Regions from separate parts of the Rattus norvegicus genome. Here region 2 is linked to region 1. A link is a contact called in public Hi-C data. All regions are on one chromosome and are shown on one strand. Each heading gives the region's core, a stretch centred on a gene start, on an enhancer-like site or on the middle of the called end of the contact. The rest is flanking DNA. Distances are from core to core; before and after follow the strand shown.

Region 1 (6,033 bases), core at 614-3,113:
GCAGAGAGACAGAGAGAGAGACAGAGAGAGAGGGAAAGAGAGGGAGAGAGAGGAGAGAGAGAGAGAGAGAGAGAGAGAGAGAGAGAGAGAGAGAGACTTCTCAGAGTAGCTACCCATATTAAATAATGTGTAGTGACAATTTTGGAATTTGGTTTCAAAACACAGAAATACAAGAATGTGCTTTCGTTTTAATCCCAGGTGTAGGGATAGGGCTGCTTTGGACTGACTTCAGGAGCTGACTATAATTTGTTTTGTGCTCTAGCAGAGGCATGTTCTTGCTAGTGGCAGATAGTTTCTGTAATTGTATGATATTTGGAATTCCTGGAACTTTTCAGAGGGTATATAAAGTGTAGAGTTCCAATAGGCGAGGTTGGTGGTAGTTTAGGTGTGGGAGAGGGGCGGGGGTTGGTTTCGGTGCTCAAAGAAGAAACAAAAGTAAATAAATTAGATTTCCCTAGTTCCTCTCTCCTCTCTATCCCCATTTCTCTATCTAGGGTTAGGGGTTGACACTGGGAGGATAAAGGGTCAGAAAAGAAGAAACCACAGGGGTTGGGGATTTAGCTCAGTGGTAGAGCACTGGGTTCGGTCCCCAGCTCCGGGGGAAAAAAAAAAGACCAAAAAAAAAAGAAGAAAACACAAAGTAACAAAGCCATAAAAATGGCTTCAGTTGTAAAGTACCTGGATACTATAAGGTCAGTTTCCTTTTTCTTTTTATTGGGTTTGGGGTGTTGTTGTTGTTGTTTGAGACATTCTTTCTCTGAGTAATAGCCTTGGCTGTCCTGGAACTCTGCAGACCTGACTGGCCCAAACTCACAGAGATCTACCTGCCTCCGCCTGGAATTTAAGAAGGAAGTGCTGGGATTAAAGGTGTGTGCCGCGCTCCTTCAATTCTTAAAAAGTTTCTTTTAAAGGCAAGGCGTGGTGACGTGCCTTTAACGTGAGTATTTACCAAGTAAAATTAGGGGAATAAAGAGTTCAAGGCCAGCCTCAGCTACTTAGTGAGTACCTGGGAAGCCAGAGCTTCCTGAATCAAACAAACAAACAAACAACAACAACAAAAAAAAAAAACACTAAAATTAAACAAAAGTAATTTTAGCACCGCTTTGGCTCCATTCTTGATCCAAGAACCTGACTGGGCATGGTTAGTACAAACCTGTAACCCCAGCACGTAGGAGGCAAAAAAGTAGGAGGCTCACTTGAGTTCTGGAGTTTGAGACCAGCTTGAGTAGCCAAGGAGAAATTTATCTTAAACAAAACAGATAGAAACATCTAACATCTGGAATAAATATTCTTCAAATACTCACTAAATCTGCAGAGTTCTTGATACAGGTTCCCAGCTTTTGCTGTGCTCCAATGTGAGTGTATGAAATGCATGTTATTCCTGCGCTAAGATACCTGCAAGGACGGGGAACTTGGTCTACTGTAGGCTTAGTGAGTCTCATCTGGAGCGGAAACTCCCAGTGACCCTGGGACAAACACAGACACAGAAGACTAAAGTGTGTAGCTAAGACAAAGATACCCTGTGTTGCATTTATTCTAGTAAAATGGATATAGAACCTCAATCATGCAAACCCAAGCTTATCTCAAAATATACACCCATGACATAGGAGGAAACAATGCTGGTCCAGTCAGATCAGTGTTCTCATGGAAAATAAATAGCATCACCAGAATCTGGCTAATCTATGAGCTGCCCTCACTGGAAGCCAGTGTTTGGTCTTTGTGATGAGTCCTCCCAGAGAGAAGAACAGACAGAATGTAGAGGCACTGTCTCTGACCCCTGACCGCCCCCCCCACCCCGCCCCCTACTCCCGTGGAGCTCAGAAGACCTGCTGCAGTCAGGGCATACTCTGCATGCCTGGTGAGTAATGCTTCCCCCAGTTCCTCCTCCCCTGCCCAGGACTGAGCAAGTCATAAAAGGAAACTGGGCAGCAATTTAAGCTTTAAAGAAAACACACAGCCAATCCTGAGGACAGAGACAGTTCTGTAAATAGTCTTTTCAAACACTGTAGTTCTTAGAACTGCTGTGAATTCATTGTAATGGCAGCTGGTAGCAATGCAGAAACAGGTGAAATGTCAATGAATAAAACAAGTCCTTCCCTGAAAACCGGAGGCCACAGCTTCTAATTTGCATAAAACCAAAATCGATGGGCACAAGGCAAAACAACCCAACCTAGAGGCTGGTTCTAGGTCATGCAACTGCTTTGTCCAGCTAATCCCATTATCACTGTCTGCCATCACAGTGCAAGGCCCTGTCCTGACATCTCTGAGGAAGGAAAATCTTTGTGTACCTGCCGCCCTCAAATGCCTACAGGAAAGCTAAGAAAAAGAACAGCATCTTCCTTTATTGATCAGTGAGCAAATGGCACCTTAACACTCAACAGCTCCAATTTAGACAACAGTTAAAGCTCAGTTTTCTTCAACTGATATATTTGGGGCTCTGACTCCCTAAAACATTAAATAATGGAGCTTACTCCAACAATCTCAAAGAGCTGTCAGGCAGGTGGGAAACTTTTGCAAGTTAACTTCAAAAACACTTCCTGGGGCTGGAGAAATGGCTGAGTGGTTAAGAGGACTAGCTGCTCTTTCAGTGGTCCTGAGTTCAATTCCCAGCACCCACATGGTGGCTCACAACCATCTATAAGTGTAGTCTCTAATGAATAGGCAAAAGCTTTCAACTAGGATTTAATAGTTACACTTTATTATTATATACAAAATTAATCATCTCAAATATGTTATGTCACAGGTTTTTGTTTTCTTGAAATCTAGCCCTTTTAGTACACATGCTCACACTTTTTCTCTCAGATACAATTCTTGAGTCTTAGGTGCTCATGTGTCTTGCAATAATACTATTATCCAGCCTTTTTTTTTTTTAAAACACAAAACCCAAAATAACCAAGCTCCCAGTTATAGGGTGAGGGTAGGGATTCTAATTTAGGTATACCTAAGTACTAAAGCTAAAATATGCAAAAGAATTTCTGTAAGAATTAAACATAAAGTACTCTCCGGCTAATCTTGGAATAATCAGAACATCTAATTAAACATACATCAGATCAGATGGATATAGTTAGCAAATAGAGAACTCAAGAGTGAGTTTATGGCTCTGGTTCTACACCTAGCTTATTAATGACATCCAACCACACTGCTTCCGTTACTGGATAATAGGATACGTTAACACTTTACATATTTAAATTCTTTTCTAGCTCAAAAGCTCTTCAGTTCCATGAAATATTTACTTCCTGGGTACTATGTTAACTATTACTGGTAACAAAAAAGACACTTATAGAGACAGTCCTATAGTGGCAATCCAGAGGGAAATAACATGTATATGTTATTTTAACTCAAAGCAGTATGAGAGCTATCCTGAGAATGGCAAGACTACAAGAACTTTGGAAGGAACTTTTAGAAACTTGGTTAAGGGCTCAAAGGGTGGCTCATGGGTTAAGAGCACTTAATGCTCTTGCAAAAGACCAGAGTTTGGTTCCTACCTTCAGTACAGTGGTTGACAATTGCCTATAACTTCAATTTCAGGGTATCTAATGACCTCTTCTGACCTCTGTTGTCACAAATACACATGGCACATACACACAGGTATTCTCAGGTATACATACACACATATAATAAAATGAATAAATCATTTTTTTGATTTCTTAAAGAAGGAAATTCAGTCAACAGCAGTGGGCTGTTGGAAAAGTCAGAAAAATCTTTGCATGTGAGGCTAGGCCTGGAAGATTATTGAGGATTTTCAAGCATCTGAAACAAAAGCTGACATTCCAAAAGGAAAATCTAATTGAGAAGAGAGAATGGAAAGAAAAGAATATACAAGTATTTTAGAATAAAGCTTCTGAATGGAGTGCTAGGAGAAAACAGAAAATCAGCTTCTTCCTAATTTTGGTCCATTCCTGGAAACTTTAGAAAAGTGACTGTAGGAATAAAGAAAAACCACAGCCTACAGAAATGAAAACACCACAAAAGTGATAAGCTGGAGAGTAATGAACAAATACTTTTTGAGTTTTTGTCCTTTAATTACCAGTATGGGCCTGTGACTGGGTGTGTGCATGTGAGTACAGGAGCTCTCGGAGGACAGATGTTGGATCCCTTGGAGAGGAGGTACAGCAAATAAGTACTGGGAGTCAAATCAGCTATCCTGAGCTAGAATAGCGCTGCTTTTATGCAACGTGACATCTCTCCAGCCCAAGAGTCACAGATTTACTTTTAGATAGAACTAGTAGGTGCAAGTCACAGTCTTGGGTTCAATGCCTGGCATTGTTTTAAAAAAAAACAAATCCTCAGATTTTGAAAGAAAAAAATGTTACATGTATTATTTTGTGTGGTGTGATGCATGTGTGTGACAGAGAAAAATCTTGATGGGAAACAGGCTCTCTGGCTTACCGCTCAAGGACTTGCAAGCAGACTAGGTTGAGCAGGAGTCTCAGGAACTTCAGTCTCTACCTCACCAGTGCTGGGATTATAGACAGGTGTCCTATTACAGCCAGCCTTTTTACACGAAGGCATCCTAGAACTCAGACTCAGGTCTTTGTGCTTCCAGAAGCTCGTCACCAAACTAGTTCTCTCTCCAACCCCTGGTTAATTACTCACCAGTCAGCTCCTTAAGGCCTACCACTAGAACATAAAACATTAAACTGGTGGCGGAAGGTGGGGGGAGGGTGGTAATGCGGCCCAGGTGACCCTTCTGTCTTACCCTGACACTGAACATTTTAAAGGGGATTCTAAGGTTACTGACAGCAACAAACCTGAACAACCTGAAGGAATTTACATGAAAAATAAGCAACAGTGGAAATAAAACAAGGCAAATTAGCTTAAATTTAAAACACACAAAAAAGCAACCAAAGAGCCAGGAGATGGGAGAGAAAGAGACAGTAACTCACCAGCCAGTGAGATGGCTCAGGAGGCCAAGGCAACTGCTGTACAAGCCTTTCAACCTAAGTTAATAGGAAAACCCCGGGTAAGCAGTCTCAGGAGAGGCTCCCAAGGCAAATCGAGGAAGCTGGGGCAAGGCATGGGACTTAGGAGTTGACCCACTTGGGCTGTTTGAAAGAACACCCTGAGTGTGGGAGAGATGGCTCAGCACTCCGGGTAGCCTTCTACAGGACCTGGGCTCAGTAACCCACACCTACATGGTGGCTCTAGTTCTAAGGGACCCAATGCCCTTTCTGATCTCCACCAGCACAGACATGTACATGATAGACATACATTCATACATGCATGCATACTTTCAGCCTAAACACTCACGACATAATATAAAAATAAATCTCTCTAAATTAAAAAATATAGCCATGGAGGAGGGCACTCGGGGTAGAGGAAGTTTGGCTCACATGCTTGAGGACTCAGGCTTGATTCCTATTACTGGAAGGATGTGGTTTGAACCACGGGTAGAGTCACACAAAAGAGGACTCTGAGGCTGGGCTATAATGAAGTTCCAGGACAGCTTTGGATACACCACGAGACCTCACTTAAAAAAAAAAAGTTACAACCAAGGTTGGGCTGGATTAATAAAAGTCTTAAACGAAAAGTTTGGCATCTATCTTATAGTCTATAGAATCTTTTGGAGGGAGGGAGGGAAGGAGGGAGGGAGGGAGGGAAAGATCATTAATGCCCTAGCTAACTGGGGCTTCAGAGCGCTCTCCAGTACAGGTCAGTCAATGCTCCACTTCTCCAGTGGAGATTCCAGGTACAAGAACGTATGAGGCTCCAAACTCTTTCTGCTCAGACACATCTGACCTGGTTAAGCAAAGGATGACTTGTAAGACTTCCTCACAAAGATCACCTTTGGGGAGCTCCCAAGCTAAACTTACCCTAGACCTTTGGGAGCACTTCTCCCTGAGACCTTTGGCACTTCAGGTTAAAGCTCTGGTAATGATCTGTTTCTTTCACAGAGAAAGGAGGGAGAAGTGCGGCTGGCAAGGAGGAGAGTCAGCACCCTTCTGTCAGTTACCTGATGCAGTCCCTCCTGCCTCACTTCCTTCAACTCCAGTGATCAGTTTTCTACTCACAGTGCACCCACTGCCTAAAAGT
Region 2 (6,657 bases), core at 3,492-5,991, 290 kb after region 1:
CCCATTTTATGTAACATGTCTGAGATATCGGAGGTAATTTTCTAAGAGCTTTTTTCTAAGCAGGGATAAAAAGGCCAAAGAAGTAAGGTTGGTGGGTTGGTGGCTCTGCCCCATCCATGCATCCATGCATCCATGCATCCATGCATCCATGCATCCATCCATCTACCCATGCATCCATCCATCATGTATGCGCGTTTGTTATGTATGAAGGTATATGTGTAAGTATGTAAGCACACGTGAATATTTGTGGAGTTGATAAGACAGATGGCTGGGCCCAGCCAGAGTGGGTATGTATGAATATATGTTTAAAAAACATAAAAAGCTAAAAGCAATAAATAAAAAGTGATGTAGACATTTCCCACTTCACCAAGTGTATGTGTTTTCTGTGTGAGTGAATCCTTCTTTCTTTTCTGGTTTACAAAGAGTTAACCCACCAAGTTAGTCAGGAACTCCTAGCAACTAGAAATAAATCCTTTACCTAATCTCCCTACTGTTAGCAGCAAGTGTCAGTAGATCCAGAGGCTTGCAGCGTCTGACTTCAGAGTAACTTAAAGTCAAGCTATGCGTATGTTATTATAGAAAACAACCCTAATATCTTGCAAGACCAAATCTTGTCCCTGCGGACACGCTTTCCCCCTCAGCTACCTTCAAGAGAGAACCAGAGCTCCGGAGCTGGCCTCTGGCAGTTGGGAAGATGACTAAGTGGGTAAAAGTACTTGCTTCACAAGCCTACTGCCCTGCAGAGTTTGATCTCTGCAACTCACTGAAACAGTCAGGTGTGGTAGCAAGCATGCATGGTCCCAGAACCCCTACAGCGAGATGGGAGGCACAGACAGGTGGGTTGGCAGCTAACTTGGTCGTGCCATCTTGTCTATGAGTCCAGCTGTCAGGCTATGCTTTGATGTGGTATTCTGTTATCCATGTATGCTCCTGTGTGCCACTTTTAGGTGTGATATGTTAGAGTTTAAAAAGCAGCCTATAAGTAAACAAATATAAATTCAGGTCAAATTCCTTCCAATTCCTAAGACCTAAGCAAATCTAAGTTTTTTTTTTTTTTTTTAAGTTTATAAGTTAAAAAGAAAAACAAGTTGGATAGTGGTGGCACACACCTGTAATCTCAGCACTTTGGAGGCAGAGGTTGGCAGATCTCTGGGAGTTCGAGGCCAGCTTAGTCTACAGAGCACGTTCTAGGACAACCAGTGATATAAACCTGGGCTGTCTCAACCTCCCCTCCCACTCAAAAAAAAATATCCAGGACTGATAATACATTATCTTGTGCTACTATTAGATACTTAAATGTCAATGCCTTAATTTCAAAACTGCGTTTTGGGTTTTCATTACAATAATCTATGCAAAAGTCGGTAAGTGTAATAAAAGGCTGATAGAACTGGACAGACAGGGTTTTGGGTTGTCCTTGGTATGATGTCCAGATTATATCCCAGAGAGTTAAGCAAGAGATATTACTGGGTATCAGGATTCCCATTTGCAGGTTCTTTTTTTTTTTTTTTTTTTGGTTCTTTTTTTCGGAGCTGGGGACCGAACCCAGGGCCTTGCACTTCCTAGGCAAGCGCTCTACCACTGAGCTAAATCCCCAACCCCCCATTTGCAGGTTCTTAGTCTTGTTGATAAAAGAATTTAAGATTTATAAGGAAGCTTGACCATTAGATTTTGAAAGAAAACCCATACGGCAGGCAAGCTACAATCTGTCAGCAAATGGGGGAGAAGAAAAAAGGGAGAGCAAAGGAGATTTCCTCATCTCATGCGGGCTCAACTCAGGAACCAGAGGCTCACAGTCCCAGGAAGCACCCAGTGAGTCAATGGCTCTGAGTCCTTGTCTGCAAACTTGGCATTCATGGCTGATAAAGGGCGAAGGGTTTGTTCTGTTTGAGACAGAATCTCAGCATGTGACTCAGGCTGGCCTTTCACTCGCAGAGATCTGCCTGCCTCTGACTCCTGAATGCTAGATGCTAGGATTAAAGGCGCATGTTGCCATTCTTAGTAGTGAAGGTTTTCTAATCACTTTTATTTTAAAATATTTCTGTTACATTTATTGTGCACGTGTGTGTGTGTGTGTGTGTGTGTGTGTGTGTGCGAGAGAGAGAGAGAGAGAGAGAGAGAGAGAGAGAGAGTGCTGGGAGAACATGTGGAGGTCAGATGGTACTTTGCAGTACTTTGATCTCCTCTCTATGACAGTTCCAGGGATCAGGCTTTCAAGTCAAGTGCCCTTATCCACTGAGTCAGCTCATTGGTCTACCTAAGATGAGTTTTGTTTTTTTTTTAAGAGCTTATTAAAGAGTAAAAGTTTAAAAAAAGAAGGATTTTAGTTTACTAAAGAAAGCAGAGGTTGGGACAAGAGCCAGATCTCCAGAGAGGGCCCAAGAGAGGACTATGGAAAAGGTTAGATTGGCTCCACGATAGGAGGTCCTAAGAAAGGAGAAAAAAATCCAGGGCTACACTGTAGGGGCTTTTTCCAGGATGTAAGGCAGAATCTGGACAAACACCAAGGGAATTTTATTGAGAGTTAATTCTCTGAGCATCACCTTCAGTCAGGGGAGAGCTTACCTGCTCTATACATGTTTCTCTGTTCCCAACCAAGGAGGTGACCGACCATTCACATTCACTGACTCTTCATTTGTTGCTCACTCAGAGGGGATGGGGGAGGGTGAAGCTCTGTCTTCCCTTGTCAGCTGTTGACCTGGCTTGTCTACTGGCCAGGTCACTAGTTGTTGATTTTAAAGATGGCGGTGGTCTCAGGCTATGGTAGGGTCCGCTAGTCATTAATTCAACTCTATTTTTGTCCTCACCTTTATGTAGTAAGCATGAGGTTCTATCAAAGAATCACCACGTACTTAGAGGGAGCTAACTCTTGCTGCAGTTAATACGATGCGGTTGCAGCTTTTGTTGGTTACCTCATATCCAGCTCCTTATGTACAGGAGTGTGGAGTAGCCTCTCTCCAGGTCAAGGGGAGCCATGCTTTGCCATAATTAAGCCGGTTACAACTGGCAGTATTAGGAGGTAGCACTATGAAAAGGTAACAATGCCTTACTTAGTTTCCTGGGATTGAGTTAGGAGGTCACACATGGTGAGACCCTGCCTCAAAACAACCCCTCCCCCCCAGACAAACAAATGTAAAAATCCCAAAAAGCCCAACTAAGAAAACTGGATGAGTCTGCAATGCCTGAGACCAGCGACTGGACCAGGGAGGAAGGGCATTACTGACAAGATCAAAGGGAGGCAGGCAGCACCCATCGAGAGGAACTGTGCTTTGTACTTTCTCTTCAGTTGGTGGTTGAAGCTGGGTTCATGACTGGACAGTTTTTTTCCACATGAGTTTAAGTTCTGTGGCTTCTCATGACCGAATATGATTTTTTTCTTAAGACCAAGAGAAAAGACAGTATTTTCGTTATTTGTGCAATATAGAGCCATCGTTTCGCTTTTCTTAAACAGTCTAAAAACTATGCAGCTAGGGGCCAGTAAGATGGTAGGTAAAGGCACTTGTCGCCAAGCCTGACAATCGTAATTCAATTACTGAGTCAGAAGGAGAGCAAGTCCTGTGAGTCTTGGATCTCCAACCGCACCGAGGCATGAATACCCTGCCCCAAAAAGGTGAGGATAGGGCCTTACATTGAAACAAGAACACAATGAATTCTTTGTTTTGTTTTGGAGACAGGGTCTCTCTGTGTAGCCTTGGTCATCTTGGACCAGGCTGGCTTCGAACTCAAGAGATTCAGCCGCCTCTCCTTTCCTCGCACTGAGACTAAATTCGTAAGCCACCAGCGCTCGGTGAATAGAATGACTTCTATTCAAAGACATCAAAACAATATCTAGCCAAGTAGCAGGCACAACAACAAATTCACCAAAGGGCCCTCTTCTGCACCCAGAAATGTTCTCAGTAAACAAAACAAAACAAACAAACCCAGCAGCATAGCCACATTTTAAATTCATCTTCTGCATGTAGGGTGGCTTCTGGATGGGTAAAGTGGGATAAGCATTTTTGAACGAAGGAGGAACTAGAGAGACATACATACTTAGTACTACCTATAATTATTTTCAACATAAATACATGCATAATATATGGAAAAGAACTTAATGTTAACTACCAACGGGGTAAAAAAAAAAAAAAAAAACAAAAAGAAAACTAATGACACAAAGGCAGGGAAAAGAATCACGACTTCAGAGGTCTTTCACCTAATCCAACATTACTGTAGAGATAAATTTTCTCCCAGCCAGCTGCTATCTGCAAACCGTACTGGGCTTACATGAGCACCCTGAACATGGAGTCCAAGAGAGATTCAAACTCTTTATATAGCTCAGGGTGACCTTGAACTTTTTCCTGTTTTGCTTTCACCTCTCCTGTGCTGGGTATTTTTCTGAGAGCCAAGAAACACTGAAACACCGGTTCCCCACCAAAGACCTAAAAGACAAGGAGTGCGCGACTACTACCACGTGGAGAGATGCTACGCTTAAAGCATCTAACTCCCGGACACACCCATACTGGGCCTCACAGGACGTTCGTTCGGCTTTACCGAAACCTCGCCTCTTGCTAGGCAACCGAATCTCCGCGGCGACCGGAACAGGAAGATGCGAGACTGCCCGGAACCGCGTAGGGCAGGCGCACGCAGTCTCTCTGGGCTCCGAGGAGACAAGGATACACAGCGTCCCGGTCGCCATGAAAACAGGCCACACCCCGGCGGTCCCGGCCCGTGCCTGCCCAGTGCGCAGACGCGCGCGCCGTTCCGCGCAGGAGCAGTGAGGCTTGGAGCCCGCCAGCCAGTGTCTCCGGCGCCAGCTACGCCGCTGTGGCTGTCACTATGGCCCATTACAAAGTGAGGGGGGCGCGGCGTGGCTCGGGGCGTGCGGGCGGCGCCGGGTGGGAGTTGGGGCGCGTGCAGGGCTTGGGGCCGGCGGCGGGGCGCGCCGTCTTCCTGCTCCGGCCCCGGGCTCCGGTCCCTGACCCGCCGTGTCTCCTCAGGCCGCCGACTCGAAGCGCGAGCAGTTCCGGAGGTACTTGGAGAAGTCGGGGGTGCTGGACACGCTGACGAAAGGTGAGCGGAGGCGGGCGGCTGCAGCCAAGGTCCGCGCGCTCTTGACCAGGTGGGGCCCGCCCGGGGACTAGCGAGGCCTTGGGGTCCCATGGGTTGAGCGCACACCGGCCGCGGGACTTTGCCTCACCCCCGTGGTCGCTCTCTGCCCGGGACTGAAACTCTTGCAGCTGTTGCAAAGTCTCTCCAACTTCCGTTGCTTTCCCTCGAGCAGTCGCAGTGGACACGTTAGCAAGAGACCTTGAGGTCCCAATTGCTCCCGCCGTATAGTGTGCGGGATTTTACAAATTTTTCCTTTGGACAAAGGCAACTAAGAAAATTACTGGATTTGAAAGTGGGTTATTAAGTGGCTCTAGTCCCCGAAGCTGGAGAGTATCACAGACAGTTTGGGCTGTGGCTTTTCAACTCTTTCAGCCTGTAGTAATTCCTACTTTGTGTAGATATCATAATTAAAGTGGAATTACAATTTGAAAAGTGCTTCAGAGCACATAAAAATGGCTATACTCTTTACTTTAAAACAATGGAAGATTACTTTTAAAGTGCATCCCTTCCTTTCTGGGAGTAAGGTTAGAGGGTATGGTGATTGAACCCAAGGATTCCCGGAAAGAGAATACAGCTAAACTGTCCTTAACAGTATATTGAATACCTGCTACATGTTGAGTAAGAACTCAACATTGCTTGGTGTTTCCAAGGGAATAGAATGGAATGGCTGGCAGGGATTGAACCCTTGGTCCTTTTGAGAATAGGAGGTGTCTGGGAAATAATTTTGTATCTGCTTTTTAGTGAAACAAAAGCTAGGGGAAAATTTGGAAGGACTTAGAAGAAAGCAGGGCTTTTAATTCTTTTACATGGATGAACTGACAAGTTAGAATTACTACTAATTTCCTTATGTAGTTTTGCAAGTCGATGTGAGCAACATATAAGGAACTGCTCTGTGAGACCACTGTACTTTGTGGCATCGGAAGTGTCACAGATGGCTTGGAATTCTGGTAAAAACCCCTCATGTTTCTTTGATGTGATGATTTTATTCCAGCCTGTGTTCTGGGTACCAAGGGCACAGCCACAGACATGTCCCTGCTTTTGGGAGCTTGTTAGGGACACACACTGTAACACAGTGCCAGCTAGTGGTTGACATATAATTTAAACCATAGCCAGGATAAAGGTGTGACATTTTACATGGAGTAGCAGAGGGCAGACCGTGAACAGAATTTAAAGTATAGATAAGTATAAAATTTGAAATCTGGATTGCTCCCAAATCTGTAACTTACTGAGCATTGATGTGGAAAATCCCATACTTGACTACATAAATTATGTCAGTCATAATTCAGGAGCCTAGGAGTATGTACTTGTTCAAGACCATGTTCATCTTATGTGGATGAGGTCCGAATGGAATGTAAGTGAAGTTCAAGTTTCCGCTTGGATCTCATCCCCAAAATGTCTCATTATTCATGAGTAGACATTTCAACCTCTGGAGATAAAGACTGATACACTTTTGATCCCAAATAATCTGTGTGGGGAGGGCAGGGGGAAAGAAATGGATGCGGTGAGTGGACAGGCGAGAGCAGTACAAGGCAGATGGACAGCAACTGGAGATAACTGAATGCAGGCTGTTTA

What was found. A called contact is a pair of places that touch in the nucleus more often than the background predicts.
Region 2: a contact with region 1 is called in a Hi-C map of mammary epithelial cells, with 2.2 times the contacts expected there. The contact joins the promoter of Mycbp here to the enhancer-like site in region 1. A contact is called at or near these places in 2 of 12 Hi-C or Micro-C datasets (frontal cortex and mammary epithelial cells).

Annotation. Positions count from the first base shown.
Region 1 is chr5:141,129,103-141,135,135 of GRCr8, forward strand. All of the region lies in intron 2 of Macf1 (microtubule-actin crosslinking factor 1), which reads right to left. Among named protein-coding and RNA genes, the nearest start is that of Macf1, 100 kb to the right of the region's middle. Within about 2 kb of position 1,864, at least 14 of the 93 cell types and tissues checked have an H3K27ac peak or open chromatin away from gene starts, as enhancers often do.
Region 2 is chr5:141,415,986-141,422,642 of GRCr8, forward strand. It overlaps Mycbp (Myc binding protein), which reads left to right and starts at 4,742. Exons shown (of 5, transcript NM_001271324.1): 1 at 4,742-4,827; 2 at 4,974-5,046. The coding sequence starts at 4,813.